Regions from separate parts of the Mus musculus genome. Here region 1 is linked to region 2. The links are chromatin contacts, called in public Hi-C maps. All regions are on one chromosome and are shown on one strand. Each heading gives the region's core, a stretch centred on a gene start, on an enhancer-like site or on the middle of the called end of the contact. The rest is flanking DNA. Distances are from core to core; before and after follow the strand shown.

Evidence for each region. Hi-C and Micro-C count contacts between places; a contact is called where the count stands out from the background.
Region 1: a Hi-C map of cortical neurons shows a contact between it and region 2, with 2.5 times the contacts expected there. The contact joins two enhancer-like sites. A contact is called at or near these places in 7 of 484 Hi-C or Micro-C datasets (bone marrow-derived macrophages, cortical neurons, forebrain and 3 more), 7 of 115 datasets of contacts at active chromatin or transcription factors (the NIH/3T3 cell line, SST interneurons, embryonic basal ganglia and 4 more) and 1 of 9 other capture datasets (embryonic stem cells).

Annotation. Positions count from the first base shown.
Region 1 is chr13:97,915,975-97,920,627 of GRCm38.p6, forward strand. The region is part of intron 35 of Arhgef28 (Rho guanine nucleotide exchange factor (GEF) 28); the gene reads right to left. Among named protein-coding and RNA genes, the nearest start is that of Gm34388, 24 kb to the left of the region's middle. Within about 2 kb of position 2,332, at least 14 of the 459 cell types and tissues checked have an H3K27ac peak or open chromatin away from gene starts, as enhancers often do. A contact at or near this core is called in cortical neurons and forebrain, where this site is marked.
Region 2 is chr13:97,389,216-97,394,665 of GRCm38.p6, forward strand. No RefSeq gene overlaps it. Among named protein-coding and RNA genes, the nearest start is that of Gm33447, 16 kb to the left of the region's middle. Within about 2 kb of position 1,361, at least 96 of the 459 cell types and tissues checked have an H3K27ac peak or open chromatin away from gene starts, as enhancers often do. A contact at or near this core is called in cortical neurons and forebrain, where this site is marked.

The DNA of each region.
Region 1 (4,653 bases), core at 1,082-3,581, 530 kb after region 2:
GGGAAGAGATTGAATCTGGCATATCTATCTATCTATCCATCCTATCTCCTTATCCAAATGTCTACATCTGTCATCTGACACATATAAAGCGGAAATATTTTAATTTTCTGGCAGGAACATTTGTAAAAGATAATCCTTCTATATTTTACCAAGAATCGTAGAAACTACCACAATGCAGTAACTTCTGTAAACTACTTAGAAATTTGTTATGTGTTTGATTGTTATTATTATAGTGTGTGTGTGTACACCTGACGTCAGGAGGGGAGACGCATGCTGCAGCATGCACGTGTGGAGGTCAGAAGACATTTTGTAGAGTTTTTTTCTTTCCTCCCACCTTTCTGTGTGTTCCTTGGGTTGAACAAAACAAATACTTTTACTCACTGAGTCATCTTGTCCACCCCAATTGCCTACTTTTAATGTGAATTTTCCCAGTAGTGTTTGCTCCCAGCTCAGACAATGGAGATTTCAGGTATTTCCTTCCTGTTCATGAAAGTAACCGACTCAAAGCCAGCACAGAACAGAGCAACTCACAAAAGTCAGTCTGCGTTTTCACAGCGCTTTACCTCAGGCTGAGCATCATCTAAGTTTAAAAAACAAAAGCAGGCTGTGGAAATGGCTCAGTAATTAACAGTATCTGGTGCTCTGTCAGAGCTCTGAAGTTTAGTACCTAGGATCTACACTAGGTGACTCCATGGGCCACACACACACACACACACACACACACACACACACACACACACACACGAGTCTTAGTTAAGGGTTTTAATGTTTGGATGAAACACCATGAACATAAGCAAGCAGGGGAGGAGAGTGTTTATCTTGCTTACACTTGAATACCATAGTCCATCATCAAAGGAAATCAGGACGGAAACTCGGACATGTTAAGAGCCACAAGCAAGTACTGGCACAGAAACCATGGAGAGCTGCTGCTTATTGGCTTACTCCTCCTGGCTTGCTTAGCATGCTTTTTCATAGCACACAGGACCACCAGCCCAGGGATGGTCCCGCCCATATTAGACTGGGCCCTCCTACTTCAGTCACCAACCAAGAAAGTACACTACAGGCTTGTTCACAGTCCAATCTTATGGAGGTGTTTTCTCACATATGAGTCCCTCTTCCCAATGACTCTAACATGTGCCAAGCTGATGTAAAACTAACCCCCACAGATATCCCTACACATAAGTAAATGATAAATCTTTAAAAAAGCAAAAACCCAAATACACAAACATAACTCTGTAGGTAGCTGTAATGGTTTGTGTATGTTCAGCCCAGGGAGTGGCAGGATTAGAAGGTGTGGAGTAGGTTTGTCGCTGTGGGTATGGGTTATAAGACTCTCATTCTAGCTGCCTGGAAGGCAGTATTCTGCTAGCAGCCTTCAGATGAAGATGTAGAACTCTCAGCTCCTCCTGCACTGTGCCTGCCTGGATGCTGCCATGTTACCACCTTGATGATAATGGACTGAACCTCTGAACCTGTAAGCCAGCCCCAAGTAAATGTTGTCCTTATAAGGGTTGCCTTGGTCATGGTGTCTGTTCACAGCAGAAAAACAGCTAACTAAGACATTAGCTGAGTGGAGCACTCTACAAAAAGGCTAAATACTCTTTGGAGGATGACCAAACTCTCATGATGGCTGTGGTTTCAGGTCACAGACCTCAGGAGACATCAATAGGCAAGTTCAATTCCTTATACTGTGACCCCCCATTACTACATGCTTGCTAACGGACCATCATTGGATAAAATGATTACCACACTGTCTTCCTTCCCCGCCAGTCTTCAAGTTGATGGCAAGTAGTTTGCATATGTAAAACAAAAACTGCATTATTTTAGGATTCCCGCTGAACAGGAGCATGAAGAAACTAAAAATAGAGGACAGGCTCCATTTGTAATGATCCTGCCAATCTGGACAAACATATATGACTTTTCGGTAGGCATAAATCCATTCCAAGTCAGACATTCAATCCACTCGTTGGAAGTAAACCAGCTTTGAAAACCTTTAGCTTCTATAAAGGGGGGCTGGGGGGGGCTGGTTTTGAATCAGATGGAATAGGTGCCAGGCTTGCATATTCTTGCTGCAAGAATATTCTAAAGACAGAAACATAAGAACATCTATAAAGACCCACTGTATGTATGCCTCAGGGTTTAGGCTCATAGGATTTTAATATTAAATAGATGCATATTTACCATGCTAAAATTAGGAGGAGAGACCCATCCCAGCTAAGCAGTTAACTATAAGCATCCATCTGAACTGACAAGAAGACAGGCTGAAGATGCCGAACACAGGACCCAAAAGCTTCTGGCAAAGCTATCTGCCGTGAAAGCTGCTTGACTTCTCATCTCACGCTACCCCACATCCTGCCATCTGCAAATGTCATGGATTGCCAGGGTAGCAACATGCATACTTTCTAAGACATCCCTAAAACGTGGTTGCTCGCAATTGGGCATGATTGCCCTGAATCCAGGGAAAAAGCACAAAGCCATTTTCCTGCTATGGATTCTCATAACAAGAACTAAGGACAAATCATTCCAGAGTCACTGGAACGGCAAAACTCAGAATCCACAAGAAAGTACTCAGGCTTCCTATTTTATAAAACCACCTCCTCGTTTGGTGTTTTGCATGAAGAGTCTTAAGCACGCAATTCCTGTTGTTTGTTTCTGGTAGATTTATGAGACTCACGGAGGGCAATGCCCTCGATGCAGCAACACACCATTCTTGCATGATTAATTGATGGCAAATCGCTGCACAGGGTGCCAAGATCACTGGTAGGAAGAAGTCATTAAAGAAAATTAAATCTCTGCCAGTGCTTTGCTTGTAAATGTTTCCTCCAAAGCCTTAGAGCACCAGGTTAGGGAAAGCAAATGCAGCCACACCTCCAAGAAAGCGGAGCCTCCTATGTTTCTTCTGCATGATCCCTGGGGTCTGTAATCAAACCAAGCATCTAGCACGCTATGTTTTAGAAAGGAAATCTGGGCAGAGAGTGATGGGGAAAAGGGGGTATTTATATTTGGGGGTTAAAGAAATGGATCAGTGGATAAAGTGCTTGTTGCTCAAGCATGAGAACAAAATTCAGGTCCCCAAGACCCATATAAAAGCCAGGCATAGTGGTATCTCAGTGTTGTGCTTCTTAGTGGGCAATAGGAGGATGCCCAGAGCTTGCTGGTAAGCTAGCCTAGCTGAAATAATGAGATACTTTACAAATATGATGGGGAGTGAGAGAGGAAGACAACAGACTTCAACCTCTGGCCTCTGTATTTGTGCATACATGTGTGTGCATTGTATATATACAGGCATGTAGGCCACATGAACACACATGCACACATACAAAAAGAAAAAAAGAAAAAATGTTGTTTTAGACTTTGAAAAGCTTTACTGTGTAATTGTACAAAGAAAGACTCAGTGTTCTATCTTACATATTGTGAAACTTTTGGGCACCTACAGTTTTTTCTAGGTAAAATCTTCCAACCAAACATTAACATATCAAATTAAATTGAATTAATACTAACTATATATATATGATATTTGACCCATTATCCAAGGAGGGTGATTTATTATGACAAATTAACATCTGCACAGACTTATTTATCATCTTGTCCAAGGTCTGATCACAGTCATTTCCCCTCCTTAGCCAGAATGTGAAATGTGTTTCAGTCTGGCAAAACAGGGGGTATACTTCTACAGATGACAGCACGCTCACTCTGCAGACGGCTCTAATAAGTGTGTGATATTTCAGGCCACATTTTAAGGCTGACAAGCAGAAGGTCGTGCCAGGGAAGTCAGTTCACACTCTAGGAGTGTACTTAGCTAAACAACCCCTAATTGTTTTGCCTGGGGAGAGACACTGGACTGTTAAATAGGATTTAGCAGAAGAAAGGGAGCTTACGACAGTGTTTCACGGATCCTCGGCTAGCCACCCACACTGAATATATTGGTGTTCGCGATATTTTATGTAAAAAAAAAATAATGCTCTGGTGATGAGCTAAGCTGGCTTTGATGGGACAATTCTTACATGGTGAGTTGTTTATGTGTCTTCTCCCTTAAATGGCAGCAGTGGGTTGGTTCCAGGAGGCTCAGCTAACTTAAAGTATTTTATGGAAAACACATTTTAACTTGTTTCCATCTACTACACACGGGCATGTGGCAGTTACATGTATCATGTTCTAAATGAAGAAAAAAAATCACTAATGATGGAAGATGTTCTCTACCATTCTATAGAAATGCTTATACCAAGTTGACACGCAGGGCTGTAGCCAGTTTTGTTTTGTTTTGTTTTGTTTTGTTTTGTTTTGTTTTGTTTTTTAAAGTGAAACATAAATTCAGGAACATATAGTTGAATGTAATTGCCTTATTTGAAAGGAGGAGGAGGAAAGTGGAGGAAGGAGGGAAGAGGGAGAGGAGGGAGGGGAAAGGAGAAGGAAGAAGAAAGAAAAGAGGAGGGGCGAGGGAGAGGAGGAAGGAGGAGGGAGAGAGAAGAAGGGAGGAGGGAGAGGAGAAGGGAGGAAGAAGAGTTTGGGCCTCAGTTCAATTCATAAATATTTACCTGCTATACACTGGACTCTGAGGATGGTGTCTCTGAAAGTGTAGCTAATCAAGGAGACACATGGAGTTTCCCACCCGTGTGACGCCCGTTCTCTAGTGGAGTAGACAAGGATTACTAA
Region 2 (5,450 bases), core at 111-2,610:
CACAGCTTGCTTATCTGCTGTGTGGATAGCCCACTTCACAGCTCATTCACAGCAAACTTAAGGCCAAGCTGGGAGCTTTCCCTTCAGCCCTGTAGCCGCCCACCTCCATACGGCCAGGGAATGCTGAATCTTCAGTGCCAGCAAGCCAGCGTTTATGGAATGCCTGACATGCGGCTGACTTTTTATTAGGTCAAGTTTTCATACAAACCTGATGCTATGAGTGGCATCTTCTTATCTTCCAGATTAGGGAGCCAAGACAGTTGTCTTGGGCACACCCATCAGTCTGCAGTAAGATGCCATCCAGGCTAACCATAGCATTTGATAGTTTGAGTCTTAGAAACTTTCCTAGGCTGAGATGAAGCTGAAATGATTTTTTTTTCCAGGTTAGGTTGGCAAGTGTTAGGCTAGGCTCTTTTCATATTAGACAAGCTAACCATCATGTAATATTTGAAAGGAAGAGAACTAATTCTAATTCAGTTTAACATGTAATTCACAATTTTTATTTGTTTTTTTTCCCATCCATGGAATCCTGCCACCCTGACAATGCTTTTACAACTCTCCTTGTAGCACCTGACTCTCAATTTCATGCCCTTTAAAAATAATCTTAACATTTATATTAAAGACACTTACATTATTCACTTAAGTAGACCACAGCTTCTACGATAAATGTCTATGCATTTCTTTTTCTAAGTTATTATCTTAACTTTAAAATCCACCTTTAGTAAATATGCAGAATAATGGATATCTTTATATTAGTTTCACACTGGTGTATCAGCTGCATTTTGTTTATTCAATAAATTTCAAGATGGAAAACAGAAAAAGAAATAATTTGGGGGCTGGTGAGATGGCTCAGCGGGTAAGAGCACCCGACTGCTCTTCCGAAGGTCCGGAGTTCAAATCCCAGCAACCACATGGTGGCTCACAACCACCCGTAATGAGATCTGGCTTCCTCTTCTGGACTGTCGGAAGACAGCTACAGTGTACTTACATATAATAAATAAATAAATAAATTTTAAAAAAAAAAGATGTTTGGGTTTTTTTAAAAAAAAAAAAAAAAGAAAGAAATAATTTGGAACAAAGTTGGGTAAAGCATCTTTACTGCTAGGTGCTATTCTTATAGGATCGATTATAATGTAGCTAAGTAAATATTTGTACCTATTGCAAATATATATATTTCAGAATACTTTGCCAAAGGAAAGCAATTTCTGTGTATATTACAGAAGGCCCCTTTGTTACTATCTCTATTTAAATCCTATGATGTCATTCCTTGTCCTGCTGTGCATCATCGTTTCCATAGTAACAAGGCAGCAGTGGGAGGGGACAGCCATTGGCTTTTAGGATGGCGGGAATGCATGGAAAGTTCCACCTTCCCTAGCAATGTGCAGATTACTTCAGCGTGTGATAAACAACGCAGAAAGTGACACTGTTCCAGGAAGCAGCTTGTTTGGCTTTCGGAATGTGTCTACTTTCCTGACAGCTTTTCTTCATCTTGTGCTGTCTTTCTTGCCTGCCCTCCTCCCCCAAGACCAAAATAAAATCATTAAAAAACAAAACTCCTGCCTGACGTTCCATGTGACTCAGTGACAGCTGTAGGAGTTTGTGCTGCCAGAGATAGTCCTGGGCAGAGCGCTTGCACAGGCTTAACTGCAAAGTGAATTCGACGCTAGATCTAGTCAATGAGAGCTGTCGGGATGTGACTGAGGAGGGAGGCGTCTCTTTGGAATTGAAAGTCACCTCTCTCTCTCTCTCTCTCTCTCTCTCTCTCTCTCTCTCTCTGTGTGTGTGTGTTCACTTAGGCATTGTTAGAATATTGTAACATACTTAGATACTTGATGTTTTCCATAGATGATCTTAACTCTGAGAAATATGCCATCCTTTCTGGGACACCAAGAAAAGGTTTTCAGATATGCACTCCTACCTTTATGTATTTTCAAAATCAAGTTCTTTAAAAATTTTTATGATTTTATGTTATATGTATGGGCATTTTGCCTACTTCTGTATCTGTGCACCATGTGTGTGCCTAGTGCCTGCAGTAGCCGGAACAGCATTTTCTCTGGACCTGGACCTGCAGTAGGTGTGAGACCCCACATAGCTGCTGGGAATCCAAACCCGGGCCTCTGGAAAAGCACAGTGCTCTTTACTAATGAGTCGTCTCTACGGCCCTGAGCTAGTCATTAATTAAAAACCACTTTTTGTTAATCACTTAAGTATCTTGTACAATATATTGATCATGTTCACCCTCTTCCTCCCAGGTCATCTTCTCTACCCAGATAGCTCCATGTCCTGGTTTTGTTTTTAAAGAGGTATTCTTTTTGAGGTAGTCATTAGAATTAAAAGAACACTGTGGGTATATATATATATGTATATATATATATATATATATGTATATACATATATATATATGTGTGTGTGTATGTGTGTGTGTGTATTTTTTTTGAAAAGAGGAGAGCTGTGTTAAGTATTCATTCTTTGCACACTATGCACATAGTTAGCAATTGGAATAAATGCAAGTGCAGAAACTGTGTTCCTGTAAACCTGAGGAAATATCTGCCTCCCCTCACTTTGAGGCCACATGTGATTGCTCTTCCTAGCCAACCATTGATATTGTCATGGGCATTGTTCTTAGACATTTACCCTCTATGTTCAACTTTGTTGGTCAATGTCAGTAGATCACAGATCAACATTTCAACAGTGATGTGCACCTTCTATGCAGTATGCTGACTACTGAGACAAGAGCTTGGGGTGGGGGGAAGCAGGAGACTCTACAGTTTATCATGCAGCCCTCCCCTAAGCTATGTTAGTACCCTCCTTCCATGGAGGATCTTCAGGCCACCTTCCTCAGGTATCACACCCTGACGTGGGAATTCTTTTCATAAGGTCCGGAGCATCACTTCAGCGGTTCTCCTGCTTCTGATGTATTTACTAAAGCTCAGTGACCCACAGATCTCAAGTTTTCCAGACTCCTCCATAAGAGCAGCCCAGGTAAAAGTTCAGAGCCCCCAGATTCATTTCTGGAGGCAAGATATGACAACTTGAATTTTCAATAGGTTCTTCCATTAATACTGTTATTCCTAATAATCACTGCCTTTTAAATTCATTTATTTATTTATTTATTTATTTATTTATTTATTTATTTAAGATCCTGTCTTACTACATCATCCTTGCTGGTTTGAAATTCATCATGTAGGCAGCTTCAGAGGTTTAGTCACTTATCATCCTACAAGGAGGCATGGCAGCAGGCAGGCAGACATGGTGCTGGAGACAGAGCTGAGAGTTCTACATCTTGATTAGAAGGTAGGCCAGGAAAAGCTGAACTCACAGAGATCTACCTGCCTCTGCCTTCCAAATGCTGGGGATTAAATGTGTACACCCCCCTCCCCCCAACCCATGCTCACTGCCTTTTGAGAAGCCTACCCTAGGGGTCACTGAGGTGCTCAGTGGACAAGGGTTCTGGCCATCAAGGCTGGTGACCTGAGTTCTAACTCAAGAACTCACATGGTGGAGAGAGAAAACTGACTCCAGCAAGTTGTCTTTTTACTTTCAGACATCCATACAAATGCACACATACATTAACACACTCACACACACACACACACACACACACACACACACACACACACACACACATATATAAACACATACATAAAAGAAGCCTAGCATAGAATAAGGTTGAGAGTGTTGCTGTCCCTGGTACTGGGGAAGCCTTCAGGCCCACTCTGTACTCAGGGAGTTAACACCTGTTCATTCATTTCTTTTTCTTAATGGACTACCTCTCTAGCACCTACATCTTGTCCTCCTAGTCAGACCTCAATAGACCAGGTAAATTATTCCTTTTAATCCTCCCCCTTAAAGTCTTGAAGAAACAGTCTCATTTGTGCAACACTGTTTCAGAATGGGTTTGTGTGGGCGTACAGGAGGTGTAGGGAAACTGTAGCGTGTTGTGCTTTGTTCTCAAGAGCTATGTTGGATAGGGTAGCCTTGACTACACGATCTTGGGTCCTCCAGGCATAGGGAGGGAAGCAAGAGTACAGTAGCGGAGTTCTTGTGTATAAACATTTCCATTTAGTGAGCTGAATGTTTACTGTGGCACACCCTCAGGACAGCATGGTTATCTTGCTGATAGCTTAGTTCAATCCACACACATCTCGGCTGTTCATTCTTGAGAATAAACCAGATTGTGCTTAAAGTGTCTGTTGCGGTTTAAATGTGAGTGCCTCCCATGGGCTCATATGTTTGAGCACTCGGTTCTTAGTTGGTGGAACTCTTTGGAAAGATTAAGCAGTAGCTTTGTTGGAGGTGCTGCGTCGCTTGGGGTGGGCTTTGAGGTCTCAAAAGACTTACCCTGTTCCCAGTGTGCTCTCTGCCTCCTGTTATAAGTTTGAGATGTGAGATCTCAGCTGTTCCCGCCCCCATACCATCCCTGTACCACCACAGATTCAAACCCTCTAAAATCATAAGCCAATTAAATACCTTCTTTTACAGGCTGCTTATCAAAGCAGTAGAAAAGTCACGGATACAATGATTGGCCCCGAAGCTTTGATGGATATTTGGAGAAACATGCATGCAATGCTTAAAAAAAGTCTACCAACAATCCTCAAGGGGATCATTTTGAGCTGGCCTAAAAGAGTCTGGTTCCGACTTAAGGAACTGATATGCTGGCTGTAAGGTCGGGGATTACAAGGGCACATACTCTACTTGCTATTGACAGGGCGTTCAAATGAGACCTGTCTCAGAGTCACAGGGCATGGATATTGTTAACAGTTTCATTGGTTGAGGATGTAGAGAAGTGACAAGAATTTGAAATCCAGATAAGAGGTGGTAGTTACCTTTGTTTTTCTCAAGGACAGGACTGGCCCTGGACTAGTCCTAGTGTAGGGTGGCCCTGAGGACCCCCTGCCCTTGCTGAGGTATGAACATTGAAAAGTCAGGCCTTCACCCTTTGAGTTCCTCATCATCTAATACTGGCACTGAAACTGTTCTGGGGAACTGTGTCTCACAGATGCTCAATAGCCTTCATCTCCCGTGGGCCAGTTCTCGGCTGGACCAGGGTATCCTTAGCAACGATTATACCAGTGTAGAAAAGGGAGGCCAAGGGGAAGTGTTCCTGAGAGAGAGTCAGCCAGCCAAGCCCGTGTATTAAGACCTGGTTAGGATGGGGGAAGGGTCCTAGGAGGGATCTGGGCTTTGCTAGATCTACAAAGGCATACAGAAAATTCCAGAAGGAAAAATAAGTACAACCAAAGGATACTTATTAATCCTATCATTGGCAAGTTATTGACTGAATTCTTTCCTTTCAAAACCCCTCAGGATGTCAAGGTGGCTGCTAACCATAAATTACAGATGAGACTCAAAGGTACTGCCTTCTGTGTGGGACTACGGGTTCCGGCTGGCTGTCTCCACTCTATCTGCTCTTTCACACTCATGAGTAATGAGCAGAGAGGAGTCCTGAA